Regions from separate parts of the Mus musculus genome. Here regions 2, 3, 4, 5 and 6 are each linked to region 1. The links are chromatin contacts, called in public Hi-C and HiChIP or PLAC-seq maps. All regions are on one chromosome and are shown on one strand. The core of a region is the stretch at or near the end of the contact, and the rest is flanking DNA. Distances in the headings are between cores, read along the strand shown.

Evidence for each region. A called contact is a pair of places that touch in the nucleus more often than the background predicts. HiChIP or PLAC-seq counts read pairs in DNA pulled down with a chosen protein or histone mark.
Region 2: a contact with region 1 is called in a Hi-C map of bone marrow-derived macrophages, with 17 read pairs. The contact joins two enhancer-like sites. A contact is called at or near these places in 1 of 15 datasets of contacts at CTCF or cohesin (the NIH/3T3 cell line), 2 of 484 Hi-C or Micro-C datasets (CD4 T cells and bone marrow-derived macrophages), 5 of 115 datasets of contacts at active chromatin or transcription factors (the NIH/3T3 cell line, embryonic basal ganglia, embryonic limb bud and 2 more) and 1 of 9 other capture datasets (embryonic stem cells).
Region 3: an H3K27ac HiChIP or PLAC-seq map of a colorectal cancer cell line shows a contact between it and region 1, with 8 times the contacts expected there. The contact joins two enhancer-like sites. A contact is called at or near these places in 2 of 15 datasets of contacts at CTCF or cohesin (the NIH/3T3 cell line and large pre-B cells), 10 of 484 Hi-C or Micro-C datasets (LSK cells, Sertoli cells, Th1 cells and 6 more), 16 of 115 datasets of contacts at active chromatin or transcription factors (the NIH/3T3 cell line, VIP interneurons, acute myeloid leukemia and 12 more) and 1 of 9 other capture datasets (embryonic stem cells).
Region 4: a Hi-C map of bone marrow-derived macrophages shows a contact between it and region 1, with 20 read pairs. The contact joins two enhancer-like sites. A contact is called at or near these places in 3 of 15 datasets of contacts at CTCF or cohesin (the NIH/3T3 cell line and large pre-B cells), 16 of 484 Hi-C or Micro-C datasets (bone marrow-derived macrophages, cerebral cortex, cortical neurons and 7 more), 8 of 115 datasets of contacts at active chromatin or transcription factors (cardiomyocytes, embryonic basal ganglia, embryonic limb bud and 5 more) and 3 of 9 other capture datasets (adipose tissue, embryonic stem cells and liver).
Region 5: a Hi-C map of the N1E-115 cell line shows a contact between it and region 1, with 4 times the contacts expected there. The contact joins two enhancer-like sites. A contact is called at or near these places in 1 of 15 datasets of contacts at CTCF or cohesin (the NIH/3T3 cell line), 9 of 484 Hi-C or Micro-C datasets (the N1E-115 cell line, Th1 cells, bone marrow-derived macrophages and 5 more), 10 of 115 datasets of contacts at active chromatin or transcription factors (CD8 T cells, bone marrow-derived macrophages, effector CD8 T cells and 5 more) and 1 of 9 other capture datasets (embryonic stem cells).
Region 6: a contact with region 1 is called in a Hi-C map of the C2C12 cell line, with 3 times the contacts expected there. The contact joins two enhancer-like sites. A contact is called at or near these places in 2 of 15 datasets of contacts at CTCF or cohesin (CD8 T cells and the NIH/3T3 cell line), 12 of 484 Hi-C or Micro-C datasets (the C2C12 cell line, the Patski cell line, Sertoli cells and 7 more), 4 of 115 datasets of contacts at active chromatin or transcription factors (embryonic stem cells, extraembryonic endoderm stem cells, fibro-adipogenic progenitors and 1 more) and 1 of 9 other capture datasets (embryonic stem cells).

The regions. Positions count from the first base shown.
Region 1 is chr3:65,920,899-65,924,468 of GRCm38.p6, forward strand. Gm35039 (a long non-coding RNA gene) reads right to left here. Exons shown (of 2, transcript XR_375721.3): 2 at 3,347-3,570. Among named protein-coding and RNA genes, the nearest start is that of Gm35039, 5.6 kb to the right of the region's middle. Within about 2 kb of position 1,758, at least 98 of the 459 cell types and tissues checked have an H3K27ac peak or open chromatin away from gene starts, as enhancers often do. A contact at or near this core is called in the C2C12 cell line, CD8 T cells, the N1E-115 cell line and 9 more, where this site is marked.
Region 2 is chr3:65,416,674-65,420,243 of GRCm38.p6, forward strand. No RefSeq gene overlaps it. Among named protein-coding and RNA genes, the nearest start is that of Ssr3, 26 kb to the left of the region's middle. Within about 2 kb of position 2,043, at least 36 of the 459 cell types and tissues checked have an H3K27ac peak or open chromatin away from gene starts, as enhancers often do. A contact at or near this core is called in bone marrow-derived macrophages, where this site is marked.
Region 3 is chr3:65,440,663-65,444,232 of GRCm38.p6, forward strand. No RefSeq gene overlaps it. Among named protein-coding and RNA genes, the nearest start is that of Gm34576, 7.0 kb to the right of the region's middle. Within about 2 kb of position 1,804, at least 175 of the 459 cell types and tissues checked have an H3K27ac peak or open chromatin away from gene starts, as enhancers often do. A contact at or near this core is called in bone marrow-derived macrophages, cerebral cortex, a colorectal cancer cell line and 3 more, where this site is marked.
Region 4 is chr3:65,547,874-65,551,443 of GRCm38.p6, forward strand. All of the region lies in intron 4 of Tiparp (TCDD-inducible poly(ADP-ribose) polymerase), which reads left to right. Among named protein-coding and RNA genes, the nearest start is that of 4931440P22Rik, 20 kb to the left of the region's middle. Within about 2 kb of position 2,043, at least 7 of the 459 cell types and tissues checked have an H3K27ac peak or open chromatin away from gene starts, as enhancers often do. A contact at or near this core is called in bone marrow-derived macrophages, where this site is marked.
Region 5 is chr3:65,585,015-65,588,584 of GRCm38.p6, forward strand. No RefSeq gene overlaps it. Among named protein-coding and RNA genes, the nearest start is that of Gm34924, 6.0 kb to the left of the region's middle. Within about 2 kb of position 1,532, at least 182 of the 459 cell types and tissues checked have an H3K27ac peak or open chromatin away from gene starts, as enhancers often do. A contact at or near this core is called in CD8 T cells, the N1E-115 cell line, Th1 cells and 5 more, where this site is marked.
Region 6 is chr3:65,634,576-65,638,145 of GRCm38.p6, forward strand. No RefSeq gene overlaps it. Among named protein-coding and RNA genes, the nearest start is that of Mir8120, 23 kb to the right of the region's middle. Within about 2 kb of position 1,571, at least 59 of the 459 cell types and tissues checked have an H3K27ac peak or open chromatin away from gene starts, as enhancers often do. A contact at or near this core is called in the C2C12 cell line, muscle stem cells and pancreatic cancer cells, where this site is marked.

The DNA of each region.
Region 1 (3,570 bases), core at 508-3,007:
ATTCACAGAGTCATAGTCCTGCCCCTGCCTTGTTCTTCAAAGAATGATTTTGAGCTATGAGATGTTGTACACACACCGATGTGCTCACGTGAAACAACCTTATGAAGGCATCGTGGCAGTTTGAATGAGAAAGGTCCCTATGGGCTTGTATATTTGAATATTTGGTTCCCAGTTGATGGGCCGTTTAGAAAGAATCAGGACGAATTCTTGTCGGAGGGAGTATGTGACCAGAGGTGGACTTTGAGGCTTCAAAAACACATCTTGCTCACTCTCTCTGCCTCTGTCTTGTGGGTAAGTTGTGAGCTCTCAGCTATGGCTCTCTACCAAGCCTGTCTACCTGCCTGCAGCCACGCTTCCTGCCATGATGAGCATGGACTCACCCTCTGAAACTGTAAGCCAACCCCAACTAAACGCCTTCCTTTATAAGTTGTCTTGGTCATGTGTCTCTTCACAGCAATAGAACAGTAACAAGGTGTTATCAAAGCGTCCTTTCAAATCTGTCTTTGTTTTTTTTTGTTTGTTTGTTTGTTTGTTTTGTGGGGTTTTTTTGTTTTTGTTTTTGTTTTTTGGGGTTTTTTTCAAGACAGGGTTTCTCTGTGTAGCCCTGGCTGTCCTGGAACTCACTTCATAGACGAGGCTTGTCTCGAACTCAGAAATCCGCCTGCCTCTGCCTCCTGAGTGCTGGGATTAAAGGCGTGCGCCACCACTGCCCGGCTGTCTTTGCTTCTTAAAGGTGGTTACATCTTACCATCCAAGGTTAGATAACCCTGGTGCTGGACAGAGGCTCTGCTGGGATTTACTAGGCTCTGCACCCCTAAATTGTGAGTCCAGGTTACTATGTTTCTTTCTTGTCTCTGTGAGAACAGCTAAGAAAAGCACCTTAACAAAGGAAGGGCTTATTTTGGGCCACTGTTTGAAGTGAAACCATTCTGGTGAGGAAATCATGGTAGCTGTAGCAGAAGACAGGTGTGTCTACAGTCAGGGGAGAGATGAACGCTGTCACTAAGCCTGCTGTCTCCATTTTTCCTTTTTAATCAGTCCAGGGGATCATGCTTCCTGAATCTAGGCTGTGTCTTCCCTCCTCAGGAAATCTGTCTGGAAATAAACCCACAGACACACCCAAATGTGTCTCCCAGGTGATTTCAAATCTAGGAAGGGTTAACTCAGCAGCTTAACCCGCAGTTACTTTAAGAAATGATTAAGTGAAGAACCACTTTAAATTCTCTGTGAAACTCTCATAGATGTATGTTTGTTGTACTTCTTAATATAAAAAATTAACATAGAATCTGCCAGGAATCCGGGTTTTTTTGGTCCAATTTCAAGAATCGCCTCCAGCACAGCTTTCTGGCATGGTTTCATCGTATAGTCCCTTCTCTCAACCACCACTGGGTTTTCCTTCTCTGTTATTTCTCTCAGCCATTAAGGCACTTGTCTCTTCTCTTATGGTCTTCTGTAAATATATGTCTTCTGTCAAGACACGGGAGGTATAAAAACTAGCTATGCTGAGTGCCTGAAGGTCTCTCCATTCTGCTGCCTCAAAAGCCTGCACAACTGTCTGCCCTTGGCATTTCTTCAAGATGGTATCCACTTAACTACAAAGCACCTTACCCCAGATATCACACAGTCCTGGCAAGAGAACATCTGCCCCGTTTGCACCCCTCTAAAAAGCATATCTTAGTCAAATGTACTACTGCTCTGAGTCACTCACAGCGCCTGCTCTCTTTTATTAGCAGGTGCTGACTCAGTCACAGCACCCCTTCCGGCTCTGAAAGCCCCGGTCCAGCCTAGACCAGTGCAGGGCAGCTGCTGTGGGGCATGCTGGGCACCGTAGCTTGTGAGTCACTCCCTAGCTTCCTTCATGCGGCTCTTTGTTCAGTGATGCCTAACATCTGTGCCTCTTTCCATCCCACAGGAAAACTTCATCCCCTCGGATGCCTGCAGTCATACTGCCTGTCAGTCATGAAGAGAGCTTTATTTCAAAAGATACTCAAAAATCAACAGGGGAAAACTTTTAGATTTTGAAAATTGTATAGGAAAGGAGAAGAAAGAGGCAGTTTTTGAACTTTGGCTTTGTGCTAGGCTGTGTCCAGAATTTGGAGATATATATGTTCCTAGCCTTCCTCTGAGCATGGCATATTTATGCCCAATTTTCAGATGAGAAAATAGGCCCAGAAGAGCTGATGAAGGACTTCCTTAAGTTGTTTGACACTTACGTACTTAGCCATTTCCTGCTGCTATAACGAATACCACAGTCTGGGTAATTTGCAAACAATAAACGTATAATAATACAAGACCAAAATGCGTGCAGGTTTAGCTTCTGGTAAGGGTCAAATATTGACTTCAACATTGGAGCCTGGAATCCGACATCTTCCAGAGGTAGAAAATGCTATTCTTCATGTGGCAATAGAGTGGAAGAGAGAGAGCCCACGCCCATGGACCGGTAGAGCTGCATCAATCAGTGCCCCCTTCTTTGTGACTCAAACACTTCCCATTATACCCGACTTCGCAACTCCACTGCACTGAGGACTTAGTTTCAAAATACATTTTAGAGAGAAACTCAGCCATAGCAACCATTAAGCGAGGAATTCTAGCCTAGTATAATAGATAATTGGACTGTCTCATGTTCATGTTCCCACAGGCCAGGTGTAGTGACTCATGCCTGTAATTCCAAAATTTAGGAGAATAAGGCTGGTCCTTCAAAGGTAGCCAGGGCTACACAGTAAGTACCTGGCCAGCCTGGGCTGTGTAGTGAGATCTTGTCTAGAAGGAAGAAAGGAAGGAAGAAAGGAAGGAAGGAAGGAAGGAAGGAAGGAAGGAAGGAAGGAAGGACCAATAAATAGTCACTTGTGGTGGCACGTGCCTTTAATCCCAACACTTTTGGAGGAAAAAGCAAGAAGATCTCTGAGTTCAAGGCCAGCCTGGTCTACAAAACCAGGATTATATAATATATATATATATATATATATATATATATATATATATAGTATAATATAATTAATATATAATATTATATAACACTATATTTATATTATATAATTTATTATACTATAATGTAATAATTTCTTTATATTTATTATATATTGCCTAGAAACCCTAGGTATACAGGCTCCTATAGTGAAGAAACATAAGGGAACTCTATGGTCAGAGAACCTGGATCCAAACCCCAGTCTTGTTACTTGTAGCTGACCTTGGACCAATTGCATAACTTCATGGGGCACCTGTCTATACTGATGACTGTTGGAAGGGGAAAATTAACCTGATGCAGAATGATGAGCAGGTAACAAGTAGTAGCTATTATTACCCAAATTGTACACTATGTTCTCGCTATTCCATTACAGGATAGATATTTCAGGACCAAATAGTGGTACTTTTATTTCCCCTATCGTTTGGAAACCCTTCACATGGGACAGTAGGTAGATCTGATCATGGAGTCATCTTTGGAATCACTGAGTTTAAGACATATTGATGCTTGTGTTCCATTCCTGGAGGTTTTAATTCATTTGGTTTTGGAAGTAAGCCCAACATCGTTACTGGATAGTCTTAGTGGTTCTTGGTGTGTCCTTGAGGCAC
Region 2 (3,570 bases), core at 793-3,292, 500 kb before region 1:
GCAATTATAAAAGAAAGCACTAGGGCTAGTTTACACTTTCAGAGGTTTACTCCACTGTGGTCATGGCAGGAAGCATGGTGGCATTCAGGCAGTCAGGGTGCTAGAGAAGTAGCTGAGAATTCTATATCTGGATCTGCAAGGAGCAGGAAGAGACACTGGGTCTGACTTGGGCTTTTAAAACCTCAAAACCCACCCCCAGTGACACACTTCCTCCAACAAGCCTTACCTATTTCAACAAGGCCACACCTCCTAACCCTTTAGATGTAATGCCATTACCTGATGGCTAACCATTTAATTATATGAGCCTCTAGGGGCCATTCTTATTTGAACTAGCATACTACCCAAGTTTTGTTTGTTTTTGTTTTGTTTTTGAAAACAGGATTTCTCTGTGCAGTCCTGGAACTTGCTCTGTAGACCAGACTGGCCTCAAACTCAGTCACCTGCCTCTGCCTCCTAAGTTCTGGAATTAAAGGCGTGGGCCACCACTACTAGCTACAACACCCAAGTATTATTTAATGGATGCTGTGGACCAGAGAAGACTAGCAATAGGCTAGATACATTTCTAGGGGTGTAGCAATTGTTTTCCCTAAGTTCCACAGAAAACTAACAGTGGAGAGAAAATGATTTATGTGGATTTAAACAATACTTTTGCCAGAGGAGATTCCTAGATAGAGAGAAGAAGAGGAGAGAGCATTTTCCCTAACATAAGGACGTTTCAGAGCAGACAAGATGGTTTAGCAGGTTAAAGAAACCTGATGCCAAACTCTTGACCTGAGTCTGACCCCTGGGACTGGACCCAATGAGGTAGAGAAAGAAAACTGACTCTAGCCAAGTTCTTATGTGGCCTCAACATATGCACACACACACACTTTAATACTGTAATGAAGTGTGTGTCTGTTTGTTTTTTAAAGTGGCCAATGCTCTCTAGTTTAAAAAGGAAGGACATTTCAAATAGGATGCAATAGCTGGAGAGCACCTGGGATATTCAATATTGAATTGAGCAGGGGGTCGGGGGTGGAATGACTATTGTTACCTAAGCAACATGCTGGAGAGGTAGCTCAGTAGTTTAGGGCACTTGCCATTCTTCCAGAGGACCCAAGTTTGGTTCCTAGCACCTATGTCAGGTGGCTCACAACCAGCTGTAACTCCAACTCTATAGGCTCTGACACTTCTGGACTCTGAGGGCACCTGCACTCAGGTATTGTTCTCTCTCTCTCTCTCTCTCTCTCTCTCTCTCTCTCTCTCTCTCTCTCTTCCTCCCTCACACATACACACACACACACACACACACACACACACACATACACACCTCTTTAAAATGTTTTTTTAAAAAACCAAATTAACCAACAATTGGCCCTGGTTGCTTCTGACACTGAGCTCCACACACAAAGCAATCATCCAAGCATATCTGGTGACACTGTTGGCTGGTCAGGTCAGGCCTGGAAGCCAGCTGAAAGAGACAGAACTGCTCTTGGAGATCTTGTTCTATTTATCTTGCACTGCTCTGTGCCCAGCACAGCTTTACTTACATAGCTGATACTCAAAAATGTTTGTTGGGCCAAACTGATTGTCTGACATCTGTACAAACACAGCAAGGGTAGGGGCTTGGAGACAAGACAACACTTAGCAAAGTTTGTGCCCTCGAGAGGACATTGCTCAAGAGGAAGAGTGACTGTTAAACGTGGAAAAGAGGAAGATGTGGCTGTCGTGCTCCATCCCAGATCTCTTGATGAGACCACAACAAACCGTGCTGATTCTCAGTGCCAAGTAATGTGAACCAGATGAGGCCCAGAGCATTTACAGGAAAGGCAGGCTTGCTTAGGAAAGATAATTTGAGGTTATCACATTATTCATTTATACATTCATCTTGGGAAGGAACATTTTACTTAGGGTCACTCTTGGTCCCTCAGTGAGGTCGAGCCAGCTTGGATGCTATGGAGTGACTATACTTTTCAACTGTCTGCTTTCCATATGGCACTAATGAATTGTTAAAATCACGGTGAAATGCCTTCAGAGGAAGCACTTTCAAAGTAAGACAGTGTGTGATTTGAAGACAGAACAAAGACTTCCAGACACACAGATGCAAAAGGTACGCAAAGGGCAAAGTGCCATTTTAAAAGCTTGGTCCTTATAAACATTTCTCAGGCTCTCTGCTTCTCAGAAATAAAAGCTAGTAAGACTTTTGGTTTTACCCAACCAACCCAGGGCCCCATGCTTACTACTGAGCTAAATCCTCAGCCTCAAAATGTGCCTTTTGGTCTACACCTTGCTAAAGATCAAACACAGGACCCAGTCCACACTAGGGATGTGGCTGAAGACTTTTGTATTGACCTACCTCTATGTCATCTTTCGGTGCTTTTAGAGAGGAGACTCCTATGCAGCAGACAGCTAAACCTAATCGAATAACTGTGATTGTGCAGCGAAGGATGCACAGCTGTAGAGAGAGCCGAGACTATATAAAGACCAGGTTGAGTGTGTATACTCTCAGAGACCTGTAAGGAAAGGAACCTTAGAGCAGACAAAAATAAAAGCCATAGATGATTGGAAGAGACCCAAGCAAAGCTATCAGGCACTATAAACACCAAGAAAGATTCCCTCTAAAGAGTGAATTAAAATGAGCTTTCTAATATTTTCCATGATGGTGCTTTCTTTTGCTTTTTAGCCGTGAGAGTTTTAGAGAGTTCTGCGCTGGATTTAATGATTCAGAAACACACAAAGCCACCCAGAAGCTTCATGAGTGTATGAGTTTTGAGTAAGACTCTCATGCCTGTGCCCCCTACATCTAGTACTGACCACATGAACTCGCCATGAGGCAAGACATTTGCCCTCAGTTAGTGCTAGAAAACTGTCAGCCCAGGCCAGACAGGGCGGGGCTGTCTCCCAGGTTTGGCTTTGAGCACTGAAGGAATTACTTATCCTGTCTGCTTGTCCATCTGCCAGTAATTTTTTATTATCTAAATGAAGACTCCCAAGACTCGTACATTTTTTAAAATTTCATTTCTACTCTAAAAGCACTACTCATTAGTGAATTTACTATACAAATGCAAAAAAAAAAAAAAAAAACCCATAAACTGAAAAAAAAATCACTCAGTATATCAACATCAAGTCATTGGTATATAAAACGATTTTACATTACCTACCTATTTATTGGTATGCAGATTGTGCAAATGAGTTCATGCCAGGGTAGGTATGTAGAGACCAAAGGACATTTTGCAGGGGTCAGTTCTTTCCACCAAGCATGAAGCGGACTTTGGCCAGGTTTAGTATCAGGCACCTTTCCCCTAAGCACTGTTTCCCCGACCCAATGCCCAGTATTTTTAAGTGTGCTTCTTTTAGGACTTTATACATACTGCCCCCCACAACTATTTTATAAATTGTTTTATATGTCAATTTTCCCACTTGACATTGCATCACATTATCAGGGTTGGCATACAGACTAGTCCAATGGTTGCATTTTATAACCTAACTAGTAAGGTCCCTATAGTAAAATATAGGTATTGGTTTCTAATTTCTCACTGTGGTCCTAATTTACTTATTCTTAAGCTTTTTACAAATGTGTCAAAATATTTC
Region 3 (3,570 bases), core at 554-3,053, 480 kb before region 1:
ACTCTTGGTCCTCTCCAAGGGTAGCAAGTGCTCAGAGCCCACTGAGCCATTTTCCAGTCCCTCTTCCAGGTAGACATTAAATTTATTGCTAGTCACAGAAATTTTGAGAAAAAGAATTCCATTTTAATAAAATCAAAATGACTAATAGTTCGGCTTTTCATCACAATCCTCCAGCCTCTCCATACACTAAGACAGAGCCGAAGTGGGATGATCTGGCCTTTCATTCCCATTATTACTTTATTATTATTTTTTTTAATAAAAGCAAAGCAGTCACGCCAGAGGCCCTGAAAGATGGCCTTTGCGTGGGCCAGTGCAGGTTCTCAGCATGTGCTCTGTTCCCATGTCCTGTCTGTGACCTCATTGTGAGACAGAAAATAATCTGGTCCAGGGATCAAAGCCTGAAATGTATTCTCATTTCCCCACATTCAAAACAAAGCAACTCCGGGCAAAGGATGAATTTCTATCCCATGGTTCTGATGAATAAAAAAAAATACAAAACTCAAACCCAATCTGGCACAACAATATATTCTTAAAGTAGATACCAATGATCAGTGACTTAAAAATAAACATTCATGCGTGTTTCTGTACATAAACTCATAGTCATATGTATACAGATGTTAGCATTTATAACAGATTCAAGCTGCCTATAAGGGAATTAAAATGCAATTAAAATGCAAATACTACTAGTTCACTTCCACATGTGCGCTAACTACTTCACCTTTATATGGTCCTTGTTTTTGTAAAAATTTCAAAGTTTCTAGTTAATCATAAAGCCAAAACAAACAAACAAAAAACAAAACCAACAAAATAAATAAAGAAGATTAGGAATCTTCTGTTGCCAGTCACAGGGTAACAGGCTCCTTCACCTGGTTGAACTGCAGATTTCAAAAATACCTAGCAGTTTAGGGTTCCATCTGCCTGCTCAGTTGGATCTGTTTTGTTTTGCTTAATCGGGGAAATGCCCATATAATCTGCGTATCTGGCATCCCTTGAAAAATCAGGCCTGGCAACACTGGGCACAGATTCCTGCTTGAGCTGCAGTTTCTAGCCCCTGAGGACAGCCATCCCTGCCGACTTCCCCAGCAGGCTTCACTCAGCCTGTCTGGCCCTGGGGGCTAGAGTTTAGAATCGCTCATTTATAAGTAGGGTTTGTGAACAGCCAACATTCACTGTCCTCATTACCATCCCGGGGAAAATCTGGCCAAGTAACTACACTGGAACACTGAGAAGCAGTTTCCTCTCAGCAAAGTGAAAGCAGCTGGCTCACCCAGCTTGGCTCGTTGGGTTTGTGGGAGCTGGGTGTACCCTCATTTAAAGACTTCACATGCCTCAGATGTGCAAGCGACAAATCCGCTGTGTCCACTCCACTTCCCAAACTCTGCAGCTGGTCTTTAGTTGGTAGACTCTTGGCTCAGTCCCTGGGAGACTCATTTCAAGTGCTTAGAGAGGCACCCGTGGTGGTCCAGTTTGCTAGGCCAGTCTTCTGTCCAGGTTGCTAGTGGTTAGAGCCGAAGATCCCCTGAGCCAAAGGGTCGAAAGAATGAATAAGGCACATGGCAAAGAGAGATGTTATCTGGAGAATCAAGTTATGTCTTATAAAATAACAGAGTATTTCTCATTTTAGAGGTGAGGAACAGCCCAGCCCTCTGAGCTTTTATTTATGCAATAAATATTTATTAGACACCAACTTTGTGTTACTCATTGTGATGAACTGGAAACGCAGTAATGACTAGGCTTGGCCCCTGCCCTGGAGAAGTTCATAGGGGAGGGAATTAATCTGCATACTTATAATTCCACAGCAATGTGGGAAGTGACTGGCACCAGCTTAGCGGTGGGCGGAGTTAGAGATCAGTGCTTCAGAACTGGCTAGAAGACTCTACAATATTCCCACCTGATTCCATTCTCTGTCTTGAAACTTACAAAAACAGATTTTTAAAAAAATGTTCTATCACCCACCCCACCCCCCAAACTACCCACACCAAGAAGAGGTACCAAGGCGAGTGGGAGCCCACAGGGAATCCCCAGAGCTTGTGATATCAGGGTTGGGTGGGCACACCCATCCTGGGCTCTGTTGGATGCAAAGGGGCCACTGCTACTCAGCTAGAAACTAGAATTGTTTTAAACATTCATTTTTAAAGTTAGAATTCAAAAACAGTTTAAAAACCCAATATGGATACATTTAAAATAAACTCTCACTGGGAAGTTAAGTTCCTTAGTCTTTGAACTTCACCAGAAGTCTCCCTAAACCTCCTACGCTTTGGGAAATTGAATACATTGTAAACTTGAACACATTCTTAAAAAAGAATCCTCTTAAAGACATAAGTGACTGAGAAACAGTTTGTCTCTCCCGAATCTAATTCTTATGATTCTGATTCACCGCAGGTACTCTGACTTTAAGTCGCCACCGGTCCCTGGCACTTGTCATTTACTTCCAGGCTGGTTTTGCTGCCGTGCCCGGCCGGGTGACTTATCTTTCACTGTCTGCAAAGATTTCCTTCTCTGTTACTCACAGGTGTCCTGTTTGCCCTGCCCAGATTGAGCCAACCACATGAAAGGTTTTGTTTTGATTTTCCATCTCTCTGCCCTCCACACTGCTTCCTTTTTATCCAGCTGCAGCTGAAGAGAAACACATGAGCCGAGAATGGACAGCCTCCCTGGCTTTGGCTTTGAGGGGTTTCTTTCTTTCTTTCTTTCTTTTTTTTTTTTTTTTAGTTTGTTGTTGTTGTTCTGAGAAAATATTTTCATTCTTTAATTATTTTACTGCAACTGCTCCTCTCATTAGGATCCAATTTATGCACAATACGTCGAATTAATTTTAATTACCAGCCATGGACTCTTAACTTCCCTTAGCAACATTGCAGAAGGGACTTCAGCTTCTTCTGTAATGTCTTCTATCCTCTGCTTCTAAATGGTATACGCTACAAAGCCAAGGATGCAAACTGGTGCCTCTAACACAATATCCATATTTTAAGTGTTCTAATATGTTGAAATGCTTTAGGTAAAACTTACTTTCGTTTCTCTAGTCTCTTCCTTGTAACCATTAAAAAAAAAAAAGTGGCATCACCAACTCTGACTCTCCTCTGGAAATGCATTGTCCCTCAGGAACATAAGGAATGTTTCATGCTGGAGTTTTAAGCTGAAGCCTTAATAATTAGTAATGCCTAAACGTGATCTAATTTTATGAGCATGAGGAAAGTGATCATTTATAGTGCCCAAGACAATGCTAGCAGCTGGCATTTCTTAATTGCTTGTTATATGACAGTGTTGCTCAGGTCACTCTGCATCTTCCAGCTAATTTAACTATTATTAGCCCATTCTAAAATGGCACAGCTGAAGCATGGAGGGGGCATTGAAACTTGCCCAAGGTTCAGTGGTGGTGGCAGGGTACATATGTGCACTAGAGGCCTCTGGCCCTAGAGTCCATAATGGCCTTGCCCAATAGACTGTCAACCTCTATGCTTGAGGTAAAAGAAAGCAGAGATGAGGTTAAAGCTGGTATGTTTCCTTACAAGCCCATTTTGGGTACCTTTATTTTTCTCATCCAAATTTTTTCACTTCTAAACCCAACAA
Region 4 (3,570 bases), core at 793-3,292, 370 kb before region 1:
GAGTTCTATCTTGGCTTTTTGAACTGAAAAAACAGGGTACAGTTAACATATTTATATAACTTAAGTAACTTGTATTTGGATTAAGCAGAGCTTGCTTCTTATAAGGGGACTTTTTCCAAATTACAAGTTTACTTTAGGGCCAGATATACCATTATTAGAATTTGGTTTTGAAGGTGATACTAAACTTAGTGTCAGTTGGTCCATTCTGATCCTTAAAATAAAATGCAGTTTTCATATTCCTACTGTTTTTATTTTGAGTCATTCATGGCAAACTCTTAAAGAATTTAGGTCTGGGGTTAAATAAGACCATTATAAAAACAAGATAGGTGATAAAAGTAGGAGGCCTCAAGTTTTAAGCCAGCCTGGGATACATACCAAATTGCAGACCAGTTGGGGAAACCAAGGAAGACCCTGTCTTAAAACAAGGACACAAAACTTGAAAATAAGAAGAATCTCTCAGAATTAAAATTCAAAATCATTTTGTAATAAGGTCAATTTTAGAAATATATTGGCTTGTGTTTTCTTCCAAGTTCATATGTGAAAATGAAATTGTTACCTTAGTTTTTCTTTCTTTAATTAGAAGTAATAAAAAACGCAATTGCTGGGATTTCACTCGCACAGCTGGAGCTAGTGTCTCCATCCAGTAGTTAGGAACATGCTGTCCTCCTGATGAGACAGTAGAACTCATTAGTGAGACCAGCAGCTTGGCATGCTGAGCTAACAGAAGCAAGATGTGGCTCCTTTGGAAGGATAAAATTCCTTTTTCAAATGCTGCATTGTTGGAAAAGTTTTAAATAGTGAAAAGAAATACTTTAAGAGATTATGCCTTTAAAAAAACGTATACTCATTTTAAAAGTATAAAATATAAAAATAATATAAGCATAAATATGATATAGAATGAAGAATTACAACAAAAGAAAATAATTATTTGCTTTTTCTTTTCAAAAATTGTTTTAGTCTTCCTGTCTGAAACAGTGATAATACAGGTCTAAAATGAGAGATCAGCAAATCAGTGAGAATAGGGAGATGTTTGAAGAAGAAAAGCACAAAATAAATTGACAGGGTGAAATGTTAAATACAGCATCCTATCTGCTCTCTGGTCTACAGCTACAGGACATTCCCTCCTAATAGGGATAAGGAACAAAGGGCATTGGTTCCAAAAGCAGATTTCACAGGTCATGATCTTAGCTACAGAGAATGCTTCGTGTTTTCCATTTAACTATTAAATTCAAAGAACCAAAGGAAACAAGAGATGTGGGTCATACAATTCCAGCAAATTCCATTGTATAAAGAGTGTTTCTGATACTGATAAAAGGAATCCTGTTCTTTAATATCCCTAGAATACCTGAGCTGAAGTAGCATAAGCAACAAATCAAATTCAGGGGCTTGAGGGGCTGTGTCTCAGAGCTGAAAGGATATCTATTTCATGTAACCGTCTCATGGTTATAAGAATGCCAAACATAGTTTCTTTGACTCTTTCCCTAGAGGGATAAAATTAATCCAATTTTATTTCAATACTGAAATTGGTTTAGGAAACATTTCAAAATGGTAAAGGGGAGGCAAGGATAATAAGGTTGGAATCTGAAAAGCTATAAACAAGTATACTATTGTGATACTATAAGGTGAATAGAAACAGTGTTCTCAGAAAATAGTGGTACATTTTAACATTGCTTAGAACACATACATACATACTTTAAAATGGCAAGTATAAGTATAAAAGTCCATCATGATACATGCCTTTGTATATGTTTCAGTAAAGTTAGAATATTAGCCTGATGAAAGTATGTATATGTGGGAGTCGGTGTTATCCATGTAGGGAATTTAGAATATCTGCATATTTGTGCTTATTGTTGCACTAATAAATAATCATCCTACATGCTCATCAACAGAGAAAAATGTGTTATATGTATGCTTGGTTTTACTCGTCCACAAAGGAAAAGAAAGTCTTTTGAAAGGAAATGGATAGTCCTGGAGCTCATATTAAAGGAAATAAGCCAGCGTCACACAAACAGTTATTGCATGTTTTGTCTTCTATAGGATCAGATTAAGCAATATATCTGTAAGACAGGCATGAAAGTGGAACAGGAAGTCTAGGAGGAGGATGGGGGACAGTAAACAGACACGGAATGAACAAAGTACAAAGGCATACATGTGAATTATTTACTTCTCTCGTTGCTTTAACAAAAAACCTGACAAAAGCAAAACTTAAGGAAGGAACAGTCTGTTGTGGCTCTTGGTTTAAGGTACAGTTGATCGTGGCAGGGAAGTTATGATAGAAGCTATGTGAGATAGCTGCTCGTGTTACATCTACAGCCAGAAAATAAAGAAAAGAATGTTTGCTGTCTTTCTTTTTATTCAGTCTTGAGACTCAGACCAGCCATGGGAACATCTTTACAGAATGCAAAAAGGTTTATTTCCTGTGTTATTCTGAATCCTGTAAGATGAACCATCATAGGCAACTATAACATAATGAAACCCATTCTGAATGCCAGATGTAAATAACAAATAAGTCTTAGTAGAATGTTGGGGAAGAGTCTTACCTTGTTGGAAATGTCAAACCCTAACAGTAATGGAAAGCCAGGTAGGCTAGTACCTACCTTGGCAAATCAGGGTAGGAGTTAGGGGCTAAATGGAGGCTCTTCTGTAATTTGTTCAGAACAGTGATGATACTTTAAGAAGAGCCAGAGTTTTTTGAGACTGATTAAAGCAGTGGAGCGTCTCTTTAGAAAAGCATACCAGTGAAAAACATTTTAACAGGAAAATAAACCTGTGCCAAGTCTCCAAAGGAATTTGTCAGCTCTCAGAAAATGATCCAAAACACAAGAAATATGAGTCTTTTGTTGTAATAGACGGAGGGACTACTTAAATCTGCCCCTGAATTTCAGATGAGGGTGGTAGGGGTCCTAAGTCCACTCACTTAGAGCTTTGTCTTACAAAAGGGCTTTGGGGAGCATTGAATTGAAGGCACAGCTACTTACATGAAGCTGTCAGGGATTAGAGAGGGCAATTGTGTTTCTATAGCATTAACTTAATAAGCCATCTTCTTACTAAGGAGTAGTGGCAATACCAGTAACAGTGCTAAGAGTCAGACAAATCAGCCTGGATCTACCATATTAGTAGCTTTATTTTATTGTAAATTGTGAAATGTGGAAGTGGAAAGAAATAAGCCTGGATTTTAAAATATGTCTGCTATATCAGGACAGAATCATTAACTACTCTGAACTGTTTGTTTATTTGAGGAGGGGGATAATCAAACCATATTGCAGTTCGTGTGGCAGGGACATTGTGAATGAAATATATAGTGTGTGCTCAGTGGGCGACTAATGACAGCGGTGATATGTACTTTAGAGACGAATGTTCATATACAACTATAACCTCTGGGTCACAAAACTCTTTTGAAAATGTCAATTTCCAAATCCACTTGGCAGGCATTACTCCTTCCTTGTGACCACCATGTACTGATGAGCGAGTGTTACAATACCCTGACACTGAAACTAGGTCTCAGGGTCAGGATTTCCTGATTCTTTGCTTCTTCCCTTTTCCTTGTTTTGAAAAAGCTAAAAAGTATGA
Region 5 (3,570 bases), core at 282-2,781, 340 kb before region 1:
CAGAGAGAGACAGAGAGACAGAGACAGAAAGAAGGAGGGAGGGAGAGGGGCAAAAGGGGGGGGGGAAGTGTAGTTGATTGAATGCTATAGGGTATCAGGATTTTAGAGCAAGCAATACCATACATAGCCTAAGTTGAGAACCAGGACTATAAATGAGCAAGTGACCGCCCAACTTATTTGCATAGAGCATGCTCTTCAGCACGGATCATGCCTATTCTTCTTAAATGCACTTTTCATGTCAATTTGATATTCAAAATCAGAATTATTTAAAAGCTTTTATGCGCCAGAGGCCATGTGATAGGCATTGGACTGTCACCCCCTGCCCCACCCAGGGGGCTGTGGGTGTAGGCAGATGAAACATGCCCTTTGTTCCCTGGACAGCTGGGTGAAAAGCTTATCCCTGTGAAGTTAAGAGCCCTGGGCAGAGGGCACCTCTTTCACAGGCCACAGGACCTTGGAGTCCCTGAAGAGAGTTGCCTGCAGAGTGTGTGCAGTGCGCATGCCTTTTCCCACCCTCCCTTACTAATGGGGGAACCGAGGGATATTTTTACTTATAAGATGAAAAGATGAACTTTCCACATCGTGACGGCTGGCAGACGAATCCTTCCAACGGAGCTCTACAGTACGATTTTGCTCTGTCTGTACTAGCTTTTTGAAGTCTGTACCCAGCTACTAAAGTGTCATAATTAGGAAGAAAAAAAATCTCTTCTCTCATGCCTCCCCACTAAAGTCCCTGCCACCATCTTCAAAGTGTCCAAATGTTGCTGTGACACGTCTGTGGTTGTTGTTCATCAAGTGTCTGAATTTCAGAGCTGTTCCAAGTCTCTAAAATATGTAGTTAAAAGGGATTCCAACCATGAGACATAAACACAACTAAAATCGGCCCTCCAGATATGTTTATGTGCAGTTCCATCCCCCAGGTTTTAGTCAATAAAATATTCAGCCATTTTTAGTGGAATGGACCAAGCACTTCCTGTAGAGGATACAAGAGAGTGGACACTACCGTTATGCAAACGCAGTGGCCGGCGGTTCCTGCTGTGGACAGACTCAGTGTAGCCTTAAAGCTTTTTTTGAGACAAGGTTTCTCTGTGTAACCCTGGTTGTCCTGGAGCTCACTCTTAATGCTTATTTTTGAGTGTGTTCTGTTTTACAACTTCCTACCCAATACACAGGAACCGAGGTACTCCTTTTCTGAATTAAAAATTTCAGGAAGCCTGGTGTGGAGGGGAGGGGTGGAATAGGGTGGGGGGGGGGGCGGATAGGGGACTCTACCATCCACTCTCCCACCTTCCCCAAGACGGTACCAGAAAGAGGCCTCCTGCGTTCGTCCAGCGACTACAAACTCGCTGGATTAGATCGCTTTCCTAGGTGATAGCCCAGGCTTTCCCCTCAATTGGATGATGAGTAATCACTTGAAAGGAAGAATTTAACACGGAGATCTTCCGCTTTAACGACAAGAACTGGGGTGTATGTAAATTACAGTCTTTCACTTCTCCGGCTGTGCAGATGTGACTCAGAATTCACACCACAGCTAATGCGGAGAGCGAGCTGGCTTCCACGTACACAAGTGTGCCAGCGTGTGGGTGGCCCAGGGCCGCCCTCCCAGGGTTTGAGTCCGCGCGTGCGTGTGTGTTCGGTGGGGGGAAGGGGATGTAGACAAAGCTGACTCCTGACAACTTACAAGAATATGTAACTAGCAAACCGTCTCAACAGCCTCAGCGGTCAAAACCTGCATTCCCTCAGCCTTAGAAAAGGACTGTGCTTAGCAAACTCAGTTGAGAGGGGCCAGCCATTCCAGTGGCTGCGGGATTCTCAGAGCAAGTGCGCCTCACCCAAGGTCCTGCTTGGAAACAAACAAGCTGGCCTTCGATCACAGGAAGGGAGTGGAACCTCCCTCAATGTGTCGGTTTTAATCTTGGTTCTGGGGGACATTAACTCCCTCTTCGTGGATCACTGATTGCTTTCAAAATACCAGGAATCATTATTTTACCTTACAGGGTTATTGTATGCTAGGACTAATTTAGCTAAGGCTTGTAGAAGCCAGTAGATGCTGAATGACCTTATTAGTTCCCCTTTAAAAAGCTCTTTAGCATCCCTGGGCAGCTGATTTGATGAGAAGTGCCTACTTACTGTGACCCTCATGTGTAGTCCTTCTTCGAACTCAACCTCCCAGGGCTTTTTAGTCCCTTTGATGAATAAGTACTGCTTCCAAATGAACCAAACAGTAAGCAGGGATGTGAATTTTGTCTGTGGGAAAAAAAGAAAATCAACCCCAGTGTTCAAGGGGGAAAAATCATGCTAATTAGAAGGGAGACAAACAGTGAGCCTTTTAGAGATGGGACAGGCGAAGGTCTGGCTTTTAAGTGTAACCTAAAGTGATGGAGATTCAAGTTGAAGAACTTGCTCATGTCCTCAAGATCCTTCCCAAGGCACTGTCACCATCCCCTTCCTTTCTCCTCTCTGCTCTTCTCTCAGTGCCAAACAGAACAGCTATAGGCATGAGCCTGTGCAAGACACATCTGTGCATCTTGGGTGGTGCAGCAAGCACAGAGTTCAGGCATGCCCCTCTCTGCTCTGCCATGGCACATTCTGCTCCTTGGAGGGAAGTAATCTCAGAATTACTATACTCCCAGAAGCCAGCCCTCAGCAAAGAGTCTCCTGGACCTCCATGCAATCTCTCTGTCTGTCTCTGGGGATACACCAGGGTGTGCCCAGCTCATTTTGCATGACGGTTTTAAAGCTGCTGTTTATGAGTGTTTTAAATTTTTTACTTAATAAAGGAACCGATGCTTTACAACTGGAGATCAGTTGCTGATTAGCATCCATTCCGCCAACGGTTGTAGCTGCTGCTCATCTTTCCGAGGTCTGTGAGCCCACAGCTGTCTCTCCTCTCCTGTGTTTTCTCTGAAGCAGTGTGTCTCTGCACTTCCCTCCAACTTTGTTTTGGCTTAGTAATTCTATCTTGCTTACACAATTGCTCAGTCTTTATCCTCCTGTTTTTGATTACCAACTGGTGTTTATTTTAAATGCAGTTACTGGCCAATTAAATAGAAATTAGCTACATTTAAAGACAGGATTCCAGCTTACTGTGCCTTTCCTTTCCTTTCCAAAAAACAAAAAACAAAAGCAAAAAAAAAAAAAAAAAAACCCCAAAACAACCTAACACTCATCTTTCTTGAGACAATTCTCAGAATAAACATTCCAAAGACAAAGACCTGTGAGGTGTCAGGGCCCCTTAGGACAGCTACCTGCTGGATCTGTAGCTAAAGGAGTACAGAAAGGATGCTCTATTTGCCCAATAGGAGCCAGAGCAAGCTAGGATGTAACAAGAGCCATTTCCTGTTGTGATTTGGTCAAACCATTTTTGATTCAAGACAGACTCTCCTACCAGAGCAATTCAGGCTATTTCATTGAACAAGAGAACAAATAAATGAATAAAACTTCCTTCTGCCTCACTTTGTTGTTCAGGCAGCTGGAATGAATCTTCCTTTCCACACGAATATTGACCACTACTTACTGGGTAAAGAAAAAAATCAGGGGCTGGGGCTCCCTTCCTGGGCTGGGTGGAGC
Region 6 (3,570 bases), core at 321-2,820, 290 kb before region 1:
CAGCTCATGCTGCCAAAATGGCAGCTCTGCAGGTGATTTATTAAGATGCACAAATAACCCAACAGAATGATCCCACTTCAATAAACGTCTTTTTTACTTCTGCTTGCTTGTTTTTTTCTTTTTTTCTCTTTCTTGAAGCAGACTGACAATCCAGTGTAAGGAAAGCTGGGGTGTAGGGTGACACAAATTATGCCCAATGATTATAATCATCTTGCTCTCGTAACCACACCTAGAGCAAAGGATCTGGCAATTTTATGGTGTGGAACTGAAGCAGCCTCCGGCCCCTTGGGGGTAGACACACAAAATAGAGGTTTCTGAGGTGCATTCCTGTGTTTTACAGATGGACGAGGAGGAGGCTGCAGAGAGCCTGAGGGCAGAAACTGTCTGGACAGACCACGCTATCAAAGAGCATTGGAAAGGCTGCTCTGCATCCTGTCCAGTTTCACACACAGTTCCTGGATGTCTCTCTGGGACCCCCAAAGGGCTCTACCACTGGGCTACTGATTCTACTTCTAGCTTCAACCCGATTCTCTGGAGTCAGAATCAAGCATATCTTTAAAAAAAAAAGAAAGAAAGAAAGAAAGAAAGAAAGAAAGAAAGAAAAAAAAAGAAAGAAAAAAGAAAGAAAGAGAAAGAAAAATTCTTCCGTTGGGTGTGATGGTGCATATCTGTGATCCCAGCCCCCAGGAGATAGAGTCAGGAGAGCCTGGCCAAGCCAAGCCTGATGTCACATGAGATCCTTTCTCATCCCCCCCCCCCCCAAAAAAAAACCCTAAAAAACAAACAACAACAAAACCAATCCAACCACTACCAACACCACGACTAAATGTCTTGGCCACTTGTCAGGACCACTGTGATCTAGAAATGTGAGCATGTGAAGTCATAAGTTGAGATCTTGTTAAATGTTAAATATGGTAAAGTTAAAGAGACCTACTGGGATAGATGCTTTAAATTTTAAAGGAAAACAAAATATACAAAGTCTTCTACCACCTGATGAAAACAGAGATGCTGTTTATTTGAGAATCTCATGGTATATTAGTAAATTTTAAATCATGATAATATAAACTCGAGCTGTCCAGAGACTAGGATGAAATCCTACACGCTGGAGCACAAACAACTGGGTGAGTTTGTATGCTATCTGTGTCACTAAAGTGTCCCCACAACCATCACCTGCATGACTGCCACCTTCATTATCTCCACTACCAGCATGCCTGCCTTGCCATTAATCTGCTGTTGGGAAAACAGTCCATGAAAGTAACGTTTTCTGGGGGCATTTGCTCTGTACTCAGGTCTCTGTCTTCCCAGCAGGTTGTAGAGTCCTGGGGTGGTATAAAATTGGAAAATGCAACATTTGTAAACCAATGCACAATTTAAACAATTTCTTGCTCTTTTTCAAATGATGCAGCATTACTTGCTGAGCTAGAATAGAAGGATCTAGGAAAGCAATTAACTTAGGAGGGTGAAAAATGTGACCCAAGGACAATGACGATAGCTGAAAACCCACAGGGAGTAACTCGATAAAGACGCCTAGGACGTAATTCATAACAGAGGACGTCGGAGTGTGGAGGAGTGTTGGGAAAGGTGATGACTCATATTCCCTGCACAGTGTACAAGCTCAAAATAGTGAGGCTGTTCCTACAGGCAAATGGGAGCTGCAGCCCCCGGCTAGGGATGATCTTTCGCTTTGTGCTGTCTGAGTCTAATACTACTTTTCATGGCAGTTGTGTGTTGCCCGTGGTCACTTTACAAGCAGAAGGGGCATTCATCTATGTGTGTGATCTGGAGGAAGTTTTCTAATTCCCTGAGCTTGTGTCTGCAAAACAGAGATGATGTAGATGAAGTTAGAAGTGAGTAATTTATGAGGTGAGTTCTTTAGTATATATGAGGAGTGCAGATCTAACAACTCTAAATGCTTGTATCTTTATCCACCCTCTCGACTTCCCTAGCAAATACTCACAATTACTTTCTAAAGTGTAGGAATGAAGACACCAAGGCTCCTCAAGGTTTAAAAAAAAAATCACACAATTTGTAGAAAACTTTCTAGTGTACAACCAGACTTCTTTAATGTGTGAATTGTGTTTTCCAACAGCTTAACATCAATAGAAGTTGAAAGCTGTCAATACAAACTACAAACACACAGGAAACCCCACAAGTCTGGAGTAACTGGGCCATTTCAAGAATGTAGTCATAGAATTTTCAAGTAATACAGTAACCAGAAAAATGAGTAACAAGGGCTGTCCGTTTAGGCCCAGATTTAGTTAATAGATAAAAATGATTAGCATATCTAAGAAGGTCTCATCTTGCCCACACACTGAATAGATGTTTTATAAATAAAAGAAACCTCCAGTATTGAAAAACAAATTATTTTCTCTGCTGAGTAAACCTCCCTTTCAAACATTCTTTGTTCTTCATCTACTAACTAAGCCCTTCATGAATATACTTCAGCCCAGTCTCTGTACAAATGATTTTTTTCAAAGTAGAGATTTAAAATGTCCAAATTAAAAAAGGTTTATTGTAAAGGTTAAAGTTTATAGTCAGCTTGATTTATTTATATTTTAAGTCTTCAGCAAATAATGTTTTGAATAACTGTAAATTTCTAAATATTTTCCAAATTTTAGATATCCAACTTGACACAAAAGATCTATTCTGGTATTTACTAAGATCTGTGAAGCGTCTGCTATGTCCTTTGTAACTATGCAGAGTTCTTGAGAAATGCAGACCCTTTTAAATATTTACACAATTTAGAACAGAAAGTGGCAGGCAGCAAATAAAGTGTTCAGGCTCTAGGCTTTGACAGGCCTGGTGTGGAGTCGGCTCTCAGTTACAGACCGGCGGCTCCCATTTACTTGGATGGATCAGACACGGCTCGGCTTGAGTGTGGAATCTTTTAGCTATTGCTGTTAATCCATGGAAAATACTTTAGTGTAATGTGTTCTCTTTTAAAGTTAATGAATTATTGCAATAAAGAACAATGGGATTTATTCAATATGGTGGCCCTGAACCATGCCAAATATTTTGTGGTTTTCTGGGAACACAACAAGGTAGTTATTGGTATCGTAATAAATGAGGGGCTTAGCGTTTCCCAGCTGCTGAACACATGATCATTACTTGGGAGGACAAATAGCAGGATTTTCTGTCCCTAAAGTGTAGCCTGCTCTAGATCTCCCTGCATAACTAGAGTGGACAACTGGTGGAGGTAATAAAAACCTATATTTCATTTATTCTCTTGATCAAATGAAGCTCTATTTAGCTGATATCTGTCCAGAGTCAGATTTTCCACAGCATGAAAGCTCTGTTTCAGGACTTTAGCTCTGTTTTGGTGCCTGTCTTCCTTTATAGAAGCTAATAAGCAGCTGACATAAAATTTTTATTGGGTGGTATTTGGTTTTTACTGCAAGTTTATGGATATTACTAGATTTAATATTCAATAAACAAATTTTAATCACTTGCTTTATGCACAGCGAAAGGAAAATACCAGATGATGTTTTTTGAAAACTTACAGTCCAAATAGAAAGATTAAATAATGTGTTTATTGAGAACTTTATGAATAAAGTTGGAAGTACAGAAATT